Linked DNA regions of Canis lupus: region 1 is linked to region 2. A link is a contact called in public Hi-C data. All regions are on one chromosome and are shown on one strand. The core of a region is the stretch at or near the end of the contact, and the rest is flanking DNA. Distances in the headings are between cores, read along the strand shown.

Region 1 (5,677 bases), core at 1,837-4,336, 120 kb before region 2:
CTCCTTGTTCTGCTGGGGAACGCCTGGCTGTGCAGCTGGCATTTTGCTTTCCACTCACACTATTCTCGGGGGTAGGGTAGGAGGGGTTGGAGGTCATGGCCATCCCTAGAAAGCTGTTCCCTGACTACTACAGATTGTGTTTTCTTCTTAGCCCAAGGCTCAGAACCCACTGGGTGTGAGGTCCTTCAGTACGGGGACAGTGGAGCTGCTGCTGACCGCAGTGGGGTTCGGGCTCTTCTGAGAGGTGCATGCTGGCTGGGGTCTGAGAGGTTGTCAGCTCTGACTGTGGAGGACAAAGGAGACTTCTAACCTATGGGTGGTGGGGTGGTGGGGCAGGAGCGGGGCCGGGAGCCTGGAAGACCTGTCACTCCCTGTTCGGCCACTAAAGGGCGCTGTTGCTCTACAGGGCAGAGCCAGGCTGGTGACAGCCATCACTGTGAGCAACCAGGCCCAGGGGTGACACGCTCTAGCTACGTTCACCGAGTGCCAACCGTGTGCTAGGCACTTTGAATACTCTTAATTCCATAATCACGCAAGAGAAGAACGATGAAACCTATTTTACAGGTGAGGGAAAGGGGATCAGAGAGATTAAATGACATTTTCAAGGTCTTATGGCTAGTAAATGGCTGCTGAGTCAGATTTCAAACTCAAGTCTGCCTAAATCCACAATTGGCACCTTCCCCCTGGGCACCCCCTCAGCACTAGTGCCAAATCTTGTCACTCTTGTCCTCATAGCAGCCTCCTACCAAGGCGGTTGCCCACGGCACAAGCTCCCCTCATGGACTTTAGCTAATTTTGATTATCCAAATTAATACAGAGGCTACTGACTTCGGTATAAAATTTAAAACTGGGTTATTAAGATGATTCATTTGAGTCCAAAGACCATTCTTCTGTGTGTGGGGAGGAGGGGAGGGACAAGAGATTTGCCCTTCCAGAGCCCTCTCTTCTGGTCGTCTGCAATCCCACCCCCTCGCCCTGCCAGCCCTCATGCAGATGCTACTGTGCTTCCCTGCAGACTTGATCAGATCAGTCCTGCCCTTGAGCAGCTCCTGCAGCTCCCAGGAAAGTCCCCCTCCTTAGCCAGCACCCAAGGCCCTTCATGAGCTGGAACCTGCTGTGCCACATTATCGCCCACGCCTACAACACATAGCTCACAAACCCGCACTCGCAGCTCCAGCCCCGTGAGCACTGCACTCCCACCCCTCAGAGCTGCCGGCTCCCTCTGCACCGCAGAATCCTGAAGCTTCCCACCGGGTGATGTAAGAATGAATAACCCCAGCGAGGCTGCTGGGACCGTGCTGACCCACAGGGGGAGCCCAGGAATCTTCCTTGCGGCCCCTTTCTCTGCCCGTGGAAATGTACAAGGACAATAACAACCACAAAAGCAGCTGCACGCGGTGTAAGGCTCCATACAGTGCAATCCCCGGTAAACATTTCCGGAATAGGCAAATGTCCTCAGGCTGACACCAAGGAAGGCATTTACTGTACTGTTTTTTTTTTTCCTGTGCCCATGGTGAGCTCCAAGGTGACTCAAACACCATCTGGAGGCTAACCTCCTCGAGGCCAGCGGCAGGATTGTGAACCTCTGGGTAACCTCCCCGGTGTGACACAAGCACTGGGCCTTTAGCAATGTCCTTTCGAAGATTGTTAGTTGGTCAATTAATTATTGACTGGGTGCGTGAGCAGCAGTCTGGATGGGCAGGTCATTTCAGGGTAGCATTATCTGAAACAGAAACAGCATTGTTTTAAGAGCCTGTTGAAGCCCTGAAGAAATACGGTAGTTTCTCCTTCCTGTTGCAGGAGAGGGCTATTTAAAACCACAGGGCATTAGATCCAGAAGGCCATGAGGCCGCAAGTGAGCAGCTTGATCTGAGCACTCTCGGCTGGGGGGGCTGACATGCTTAGGTGTGGAAATCAGAAGGACTCACCCTCTGGTTTGGACAGCCACTCCTTGGCCCACTCTCTTCTCTTATTTCTGTTTAGTCTTCTTTTTTTTTTTTTTTTTTTAAGATTTTACTTATTTATTTATTTAACAGAAAGAGAGAAAGAGCACAAGCAAGGGGTAGTAGCAGAGGGAGAGGGAGAAGTAGATTTCTTGTTGAGCAGGGAGCCCGACGATGTGGGGCTCCATCCCAGGACCTGAGCTGAAGGCAGATGCTTAGCCACCCAAGCATCCCTCAGTTTAGTCTTCTTATTCTGAGATTCAAAGAGACAAAGTCCATAGGGTGTTTCCCCAGGTTCCAAAAAGTCCAAAATAGACAGGCTGGAATTATGGGACTCAGGCTCTTCCAGGAAGGGTTGCCTCAGAGCAGATGAGAGATCAGGATTCTGTTCTCAGTGCAGGCTCCCCTGACTCTAGCCCAATCTCACTCTCACCCGTAGGGTTCCAGCTTCCCCCCATCCAATGTCACGGGGAACTTACCTACTCTGGGTTGGCATGTCAGGTAAATTTTCTGTCAATATGCATTGCCTTTCCCTGTTCTGCAGCTTTAGTATCAGTTGGTCAGCCTCATAATCTCGAGTTATCAAATGCCCTTTGAACTTGTAAATATGTTATATACAACTTTCTCTTGCCTTCTTAGTAACTGTCTATTATTTTTTTATTTTATTATTTTTTTTAGTAACTGTCTATTATATGACATTTAGACTATCTGGGTGGTCTTAGGGCACCTGGGTGGCTCAGTTGGTTAAGTGTCTGACTCTTGATTTCAGCTGAGGTCATGATGATCTCAGAGTCCTGAGATGGAGCCCTGTGTCAGGCTTTGTGCTCCACAATGAGTCCGCTTGAGATTCTCTCTTTCTTCCTCTCCTTCTGCCCCCACCTGCCTTGGCCCCGCTTGTGGGCACTCTCTCCTCTCTAAAATAAATAAATCTTTAAACTATCTGGCTGGTCTCGTATACTTTATCTCCTTTAGAACCACAGGAAAAAACTGATTGCTATCATTCCCATGAGAGATAGGGACTCCCTAGGATCTTGTCCAAGGTCACCTTGCAAGGTAGTGATAAGCAGGCCCTCTGGCTCCTGTATCAGTGGCCCTACCAGCAAGAGTTCTGTCCAGGCTGTGTAGAAGCCCCAAAGATCACATGCAAATGTGTTGCTATGGCAGCTGGCAAAGACAAAGCAACTGCAGAAGCTGGCACAGGTGGGCAGGTGGGTGTGGACAGTGGTGTCCAACCAGGCAGAGGATTCTAGAGACAGAGGCTGCTAAGGGGTTGGAATTTTGGGGCTGGAAAGGGCTCCCAGCTCCCAAATATCATCTCTGCTGCTTGAAGGTCCCTTAACAGAGAATAAAGTCTTATAGTCCAAGTTGAGAGGCATGGGTGCTTCTTACTGGCTATACACTTACCCTGAAACTGTTTAATCATTTGTTAGAGATTTAAATAGTACTTGTTGTATAGTGTTGTGTGGATTTAATTTAAAATTGCACATAATAGGCTTAGCACTGTGCCTAGCTTATACTGTTCAACAATTGGCTGTTAAGGTAAACATGCAGACTGTGGGGGGGGAGGTTGTGGTGTTTTTTATGTTTCCTTTTTGCTTCTCTGGGTTTTCAGCAAATTAACACTTTTGTAGTAAAAAAGATTTTTGATAATTAAAGTGTTAATACCAACATATGCTTTTGATCTATTACAAAGATGACTTATTGACAGACCAGAGAAAGACATCTAAACTCTTCTTTTATTATTATTATTACTACTACTATTATCTTTTTTTAAATTTTATTTTTATTTATTCATGAGAGATACACAGAGAGAGGCAGAGACACAGGCAGAGGGAGAAGCAGGCTCCATGCAGGGAGCCCGATGTGGACTCCATCTTGAGACTCCAGGATCACGCCCTGAGCTGAAGGCAGAGGCTAAACCGCTGAGCCATCCAGGCGTCCCTACTATTATTCTTATCATCTTAAGTAGGCCGCATGCCCAGCATGGAGCCCATCATGGGGCTTGAGCTCACAACCCTGAGATCAAGACCTGAGCTGAGATCAAAAGTCCAATGCTTAATCAACTGAGCCACCCAGGTGCCCCTGGATTCTTTTAGGAATTGTCTTTCCCTCCCGGGGAGGGCTAGCTTTCAAATATTTTAACCACTGTCCCCAGCACAAGACCAGACACCCCCACCTCCCGCCATAGCATTGAACAGGCTCTGACCTACACACTCTGAGCTTCAAAGGCTGGACTGGTTGATTGTGAAAGATTGCAAAAGTTGGTGAGGGAGGTGCCACAGGGACGAGGCTTCACAGTCATGGTCCGTTGTGTGATATAAAGAAGTGAGCTCTCTGTTGGTTGGGACTCCGCTCTGTTGCTTCAAAATGCACAGAGATTTCACACTTTCTTTCCAAACAAAGGCTAAGAAGTTAAGAGGTTCTGCCTCAGAGTGTGGGGTTTTAGAGGAGTAGACAACGGAGACACAGAAGAGGTTGCCCTCGGAATGGTGCAAGTGTTCACATGGACCTGGGAGCCACCCCTGCCCAAGAGGAGAGCCAGTGTCACCTGAGCGGCACTTCTTTGCCATTTCAGTGGGCATCTGGCTGTCCAAGAGGCTGCTGTTCCCTTTAGCAAAGCGCTCACCATATTGAGGTCTGTGACAGCAGCCAGAGGGAAACGGATGACCCAAGCTTTTCAGGAAAGAACAGAATGTGGAAGAATAATGAGGAGATTCAATGTTGGGCAGGGCAGGAGACCCTGGCTCTCTAGGCTCAAGGGCAGGTGGCTGCATCCTGTTGTGTCTTTGATGTCAATGAGGCATCGATACATGTGTCCCCAGAACTCACTACCATTTGTCCCAGCAGGCTACCCATCAAACATGCATAAAGCCAGGGCACCCTGCTCTCTTTCACACAGCTTGGCCTCCCTGCTGCCTGCCCCTCCAAGACTGAGCATTTTCTAAGATCAGTGGGTTCAGGAAACAAACCCTCCTGGGGACTGCTCAAGATATAGCAATGCTCTGCAACAACAACAACAAAAGTGTTAATACTCAGACATATAGAAAAAGAAAGATATGATTCAAATGTGTACTAGGATTTAAATAAATGGAAGCAGCACTTTCCAGAGAGAAAAATGGTAGGATCTGCATCTATTGAAACCTACTAGATGCGTGATACTCTGTGCAAATTTTTGTTTAATTATTACAGCAACCCTATCAGCTAAGTGCTATTATTTCAGTTAGGTCTCATTTTTATCCCCATTTTATAGATAAAGAAGCTGAGGCTCAAATGGGTTTTGTAACTGGCCCAAGTGCACATAATTAGTTGGGAATTGAATCCAGATCTGATTGCAAAGTCTGTAGTCTTTCCAATAGCTCTTTTTAAAAAAAAGATTTGAGAGAGAGAGAGAGAGAGAGCAGGGGAAGGGGCAGAGGGAGAGATTTTTTTCAAGCAGACTCCTTGCTCAGTGCAGAGCTCAATGTGGGGGTCCATCCCATGACCACCAAGATAACAACCTGAGATCATGACCTGAGATCATGACCCAAGCCAAAACGAAGAGCTGGATGCCCAACTGATTGAACCACCCATCTGCCCCTCCAATAACTTTTCAAGTTAACTGGAAGGGTAAAATGGGAATGGAATGAGGGTGAGGGGATTAAGGAAGATAAGCAGGGAGCTGGGGACACTGGACACAAAAAGTTAAGTGGGCAGAGGCACCTGGGTGGCTCAGTCAGTTGGGCATCCAACTCTTG
Region 2 (5,704 bases), core at 1,099-3,598:
TGGTCTTGATGGGCAACCTTCTCCTCAGCAGGCAAGATTTCACCTTGGCCTGCTAAAAATCCTGCTCGCTTACATTTCAAGGCTCCATAAGCCAATGCTTTTCACTGAGAAATTTTAAGGCTTACTGTAGCCTAAGATGATTCTTTCTGGACACTAGTTCTACCAACAACCTTCTTGAGGAACTGCAGTTTGAGCATTAAACCCTAGCTCCTTTCTAACTTCCCAGCAACCCTTGCCTGTGTTTGGCTGGCTCTAGTAATGCCTAAAATCACTGACAGCTCCTCCATCATGACATGCAATCGCATGTCTTTGGGCCTCTGCTCTGTTCTTCCTTCCACCTGGAATTTGCTTCTCTCTTCCTCCTTACCTTTTGCTTGTTTCCTAGGTCATTTATTGTATCAGATTCAGTTTAGGAGTGATCTTCTTTAGAAATCCTTCTGGAACTTCTGTGGCTTGTAAGCTCCCTCTATGGTAACAATTACATTATAGTCAACATCAAATTCATACAGTAGGTGTTCACAATCTGCTTGTTAAGTATTTCAAGTTATGCATACCCTTGCTTATTTGGGGTGGGACCAAAGAGCTAATTAAAAAAAATGCATATGTGTGATAAAGTACACATAAAACTGACCATCTTAGCCATTTTGAAGTGCACAGTTCAGTGATATTAAGCACATTCAAAATGTGTAAACATCTCCACCACCCACCCTCCTAAGTCTTTTCATCTGTAGATCTGAAACTCCATACCCTCTAAACAGTAACTCCCCATTCCCCCTGCTCCACCCTCTGGTAACCACTATCTTATCTAATAATCTACTGGAAAATCCCTGGTAAACTGCTGTCTCTGATTTTAATTACTCTAAGTACCCCACATAAATGGAATTCTACAATATCTTTATCTTTTTGTGACTAGTTTATGTCACTTACCACATGTCCTCAAGGTTCATCCATGTTGCAACACCCTGTAGAATTTCCTTTTTTGAGGCTGAATGATATTCTTAAGTATGTATATGCCACATTTTGCTCATCCATTTATCTACTGACGGACATTTGGGTTGCTTCCAAGTTTTAGCTATATCGAATAACACAGCCTTGAGAATAGGTGTATCAACATCTCTTCAAGATCTTGCTTTCAGTTCTTCTGGGTACATACCTAGAATTGGAATTATTGCATGATATGGCAATTGTCTTTTAATTTTTCACTTTCGTAGTGGTTGTACCATTTCACATTCCCACCAACAGCGCACACGGGCTCCAGTTCCAAGGAGCTGACTCTTAAACATGTCTTTTAAACGTCCACTTAAATCTGAGCGGTCAGAGACCCGAAAGGGCCAATTGATTACAGGGTCCCTCGCTTGTTGGGTACCTACCTTGAGCCAGATACTTGAACGTTTCACATTAACTCTAAAATTCCTATCATTTTAATCCTTACAAAAACCTTTTCAGAGAAGTATTATCACCTCCTCCATTTTATGAGGCTCGAGAGGACTCATCCAAGGTCACACATCTAAGAAAGTGGACCAACCAACACTTGCACCCAGGTCTGACTCCAACCGAGGACCCTGTTATATTCCACGACACCAAAAGGCTATCGGGGCGGGAACTGATCCCACGGGATCCCTGATGCCGTGGTTTCTGAGGGACTTTTCCGGGAAAGCACCCCTCGTAAGATAAGGAGAACCCTTTTGGATTAGGCTCGCAGCTAAGCAGCTGCATTTTCCTTACCTAGGTTTTTATAGGGTTTTGTGAGGGAGTAAAATTGAAAAATGTGTGGCCTCCACGAGGCGGGGAGGCTGGGCGCGGGGTACAGGTTTCCGGGGTCTTTCGGCGTCGTTCTCTCTCCGCCTGAGGTGTTTTCGCCTCCGCCTGTACCGGGGAGAGGCGGGAAAGCGTGTGTGTGTGAGTGTGGGAGGGCAGCATGGGTGGGGGAGAAAGGTTCTCCGGCCAGGCGCAGGGGAAGCGACTCTGCCGCCTGGCGCAGTTGCCAGGGCAGCGCGGCCCGAGCAGCAACGGCAGAAGCCGCACCGCGTCCCGGCGGCGGCTGCGAGCCCCGAGTGACGCATTGCAGGTACGAACCAGCCAATCAGAGGCCGACTCAACGATCCTCGGCCGCGAGCCGCCACCATGATGCTCCTCCGCGCCGCAAAGTAGCGCCCCGCGGGCGCGACTCCACCGGCCGGTACCCGGGCTCGCTGAGCAGTGAAACCCACTTACGTCATCCGCTCGCCCACTTCCCTTTCTCTTTTGCTTCGTCGAGTCCGTAACAGTGGAGACAGGAGTCCGAGCCGAGCTGGAGAGGAGGGGGCTTAGCCGGGACTCGTTTGCGCTGTTCCGTTATCTGGCGTGCGGCGGAGGGATCTGGCGGAGGGAGGTGTTTATGAGGCGCTGGGGGCGGAGGAGGAGAATTAGTCCGAGCGGGGCGAGCGAGCTGACTGGTTGTGTGGCCGCTTCTCGGAGACCGGTAGCGCTTGCAGCATGGTGAGTGCGCCGCTGAGCTGCCGGCGCTCGGCCTGAGGGGGGACGAGGCTGAAGGAAACTTGTCTGGGGGGGTACGTTGCTCCCCCCACCCCCTTCCGGAGTGGTCTTCGCCGGAAGGTTGGCGCGAAAGAGCCTGGGGGCGCCGCGGCGGCTGCGTCGCAGGTGCTCCCCATCGCCGTCCTCCTCCGGGAGGAGCGCTCTAGCGCTGTGGGGGCCGGGAGCGTTGCCCGCGAGGCGGCGGAGCTCCTCAGGGGCTCGGCGGGGTGAGGCGGAGGGCGGTTCCGGGCGGGGGGCGGCCCAGCACATGGTGCAGACGAGAGAGTGGAAGGGCGCGGGGAGCGGGCGGGCAGGCGCCTCGGGTCGGGCATCTCGGAAGGTCAGTGCCGGGGCCGGATTCAAAAGCCCAACGGACGGTTAGTGCTGGCGCCAGGAAGCGCCTTTGTCCGCTCGCGGCCGCCATGCGCCGAGGGGGCGGGAGGGAGCGCGAGGCCCGGGGCGAGCGCCAGCGCCGCCGTTAGCCCGCATCCCCCGCGTGCCGGGCGGGGGGCGGGGGGCGCGCGGGCGGGCGCGGCGCGCTGTGTGGGCCGAGCCCGCGCGGCGCGGGGAGCGGCCGGGGGGGGGGGGGGCGGGGCGGCGTGGCCGGGGCCGCCGCCCGCTCGGCTCGCGCCCCAGCTGCTGCGCTGGCACCTGCAGGGCTGCGGAGGGCGCGGCGGGGCCGGCCGGTTGGGGATGGGTGGGGGGGGAGGGCGGCCTGGCAGGTTCCCATCCCCCTTCCCCCCCCTCCCCCGCTCCGGGTGGCGAGAAGGAAGCTCGGTTGATCCTGAATCTTCCCCACTCCATCTGGGGCCTTTTCCTGCTCCCCGGGCTGGACATTGAACAACAAATTTATCTTAAGTGGCTCCGTCGTTGGTTGAAGGGAATGAGCTTTTTATACCTGAAGTCTGGCGCATCCTCTGCGCGTCTCGTTACAGCCCTCTGCTCCGGCTTGGGTCTGAAAGGCTCTCTAGTCGCTCACCGAAGGCAGGCTTCGGCGCGACTGGCTTTTATCCTCCCGTAAGCAGCGTCTGTATTCTATGGAGGACCCACGTGCACTCCTGATGTTAACCACAGCCTTGCCCCCGCTCCAGCTCCAGCTCCAGCTCCGTGGAAAAGGAGTCGTATTTCCGTATAGAAAATGCTAGACCACGGTTACATGCCGTCCAATGCATTTGCACAGTAGTGGCTGTCAAATACTGTAGTGAAGGAAGGGTGTACCGGGGGCAGGGGGAGCAGGGGATTTTTCAAAAGCATTTTCCTGTCATCAGTTGAGACCGGAACTCCTGGTTTTTTTTTCCTGCTTAAAAAAAAAAAAATCTAATGAGGGCGGTAATTTGCAATACCTATTTTGTGTTTCCGTCTGCCAAGTGGTTACAGCGATGGGTGTGTCTAGAAGGCAAGGTGACATCTTAAACAGGAGTTGGGAGTCCTTGCCAACTGAAACCTCCAGCTTGTATGGGTGTGGGGAGAGGAGTTCACCTTGGTTAAAACTAGTGTTCATTCAAGTTTGATGCATTCATTCTATTTTGATTTTTTAAATTATTTTTTCCTGACTTCAAACATACTGGTTGGATTTACTTTCAGATTACATTATAAGCATGGAATCAAGGTTCTAAATTGTGCAATAAGTTTTTAAAAATGTTTTTAAATGAACGGTAAAATTTTTACCTAATCAGTCTCATACTTGAATCAGGAACTCGAATAGATTTTCTGGGTGATGTATACAGTTTTTAATCTTGCTTTCATGGTCCTTGCCAGTGATAAGCTTTTCTAGTTACTGTTTACATCATTGGTGCTTTGGGGGTTTTGAGTTAGTTAGATTGACAGTCATTATTAAGTAAAATTAATTTGGAAGTTGTCTTAAAGCAACATAATAATTATAAGACCTGGAGAAGATTTAAAATTAGGGCTCTTATCAAGTTTAAAGAATAAGAATTTGTCTTGGGTTTACATGTAGTTGATATTGAAAGGGCTGGGGATTGCTTCAAGAAGACTTTGGGGCCTGCCTAATAAGTAGAAGACAGGAAGAGGTAGAAAGTTTTGTGCTTGTCTAAATAATGTTTATTGTGTCAAATTGTAAGGAGATCAGTTGGTGTTACACTCAAGTATGGCCCTGTTAAATACATAGAAAGTTCTAGATTTAGGTACAGCAATCGAATTAGGCCTTTAGTAAAGGTCCTAATTTCTCTGAAGTAATTTGTCTTCATGGTTTTTCTTGGTGTAAGATGCTATGTAGTAAGTGCTATTCTGTCAGAATTAGGGTATCTGTTAACTCTACTGAAATATTCTAAAGACTGCTTTTGATAAAGGTAAAACAATTACCCTGACTTCTGAAATTGTAGAAAAAATTTTACTTAATGAAGCCTTTGTTGTATCCAAGTAGAACTTGGAATAAAAATGAATGAATGAATGAATGAAAGCTAAAAGTTTGTATCTGTTTTAAACCTGTGGATTCAAAAAAAAAAAATAAACCTGTGGATTCATACATTTATTCAGATAAGACTTTTGGATTATTTTTAAACTGCTGTTCACTAGATAAACTCCCAAGAGTATCCATATCCACTTTGAACGCTGTTTAGGAAATGTTTGATAGGTATATATAATGTATTGACTTTTCAGATCACCCATTAGTCTAGATTAATGTTTCCAGTGTTTACAAATCACCTGTGGTTCTTAAAAATGCGGATTCTGTTCTAGTTCAGTAGGTCTGGTGTGGAACCTGAGAGTGTCCTAGTGCCCGGAAGCTTTTCTCTCCAGTGATGAACCGGAGGAGGAATTCCATCAATTGTTAGAGAAATAAAGGAGTAAGAACTAGTTACCTCTCCAGTGGATTATTATTTACTTTACCGAGATAAACACACATGTTAATGAGCTTGAGTTTTCCCAAAAGTATAATTCTTATAGTTCTTCTAACTAAGAAAATGGCACTCTCCATAGACAGAAATAAGAACCAAATTTATTTGCATGTAGTTGGAAATGGCTTACAAATTAGTGTGCTAGGGAGTGGTGTGTTTTGCTTTTAGTAGGCCTTAATCTGAATGTTGCTGGTAAAGTTTATTTTAAAACCTTGGATCTTGGATTAGTAGTAAATATAAAAACTGCTTTAAGTTTTTTGAAACATTGCAAGTAAAATCAAGGAGCGCTTTTAAGGCTATATGAGTAACAGCATTCTGTTTGATAGTTCATTCCT

What was found. A called contact is a pair of places that touch in the nucleus more often than the background predicts.
Region 1: a Hi-C map of skin fibroblasts shows a contact between it and region 2, with 4 times the contacts expected there. The contact joins the enhancer-like site here to the promoter of CALM2 in region 2. A contact is called at or near these places in 2 of 9 Hi-C or Micro-C datasets (amygdala and skin fibroblasts).

Annotation. Positions count from the first base shown.
Region 1 is chr10:50,485,255-50,490,931 of UU_Cfam_GSD_1.0, reverse strand. LOC102155086 (a long non-coding RNA gene) reads right to left here. Exons shown (of 8, transcript XR_005365900.1): 7 at 1,554-1,723. All of the region lies in intron 1 of LOC106559416 (a long non-coding RNA gene), which reads left to right. Among named protein-coding and RNA genes, the nearest start is that of EPCAM, 52 kb to the left of the region's middle. Within about 2 kb of position 3,086, at least 4 of the 20 cell types and tissues checked have an H3K27ac peak or open chromatin away from gene starts, as enhancers often do.
Region 2 is chr10:50,362,796-50,368,499 of UU_Cfam_GSD_1.0, reverse strand. CALM2 (calmodulin-2) reads left to right here and starts at 2,348. Exons shown (of 6, transcript XM_038551229.1): 1 at 2,348-2,478. The coding sequence starts at 2,476. It overlaps LOC102155086 (a long non-coding RNA gene), which reads right to left and starts at 2,047. Exons shown (of 8, transcript XR_005365900.1): 1 at 1,726-2,047; 2 at 928-1,153; 3 at 368-466.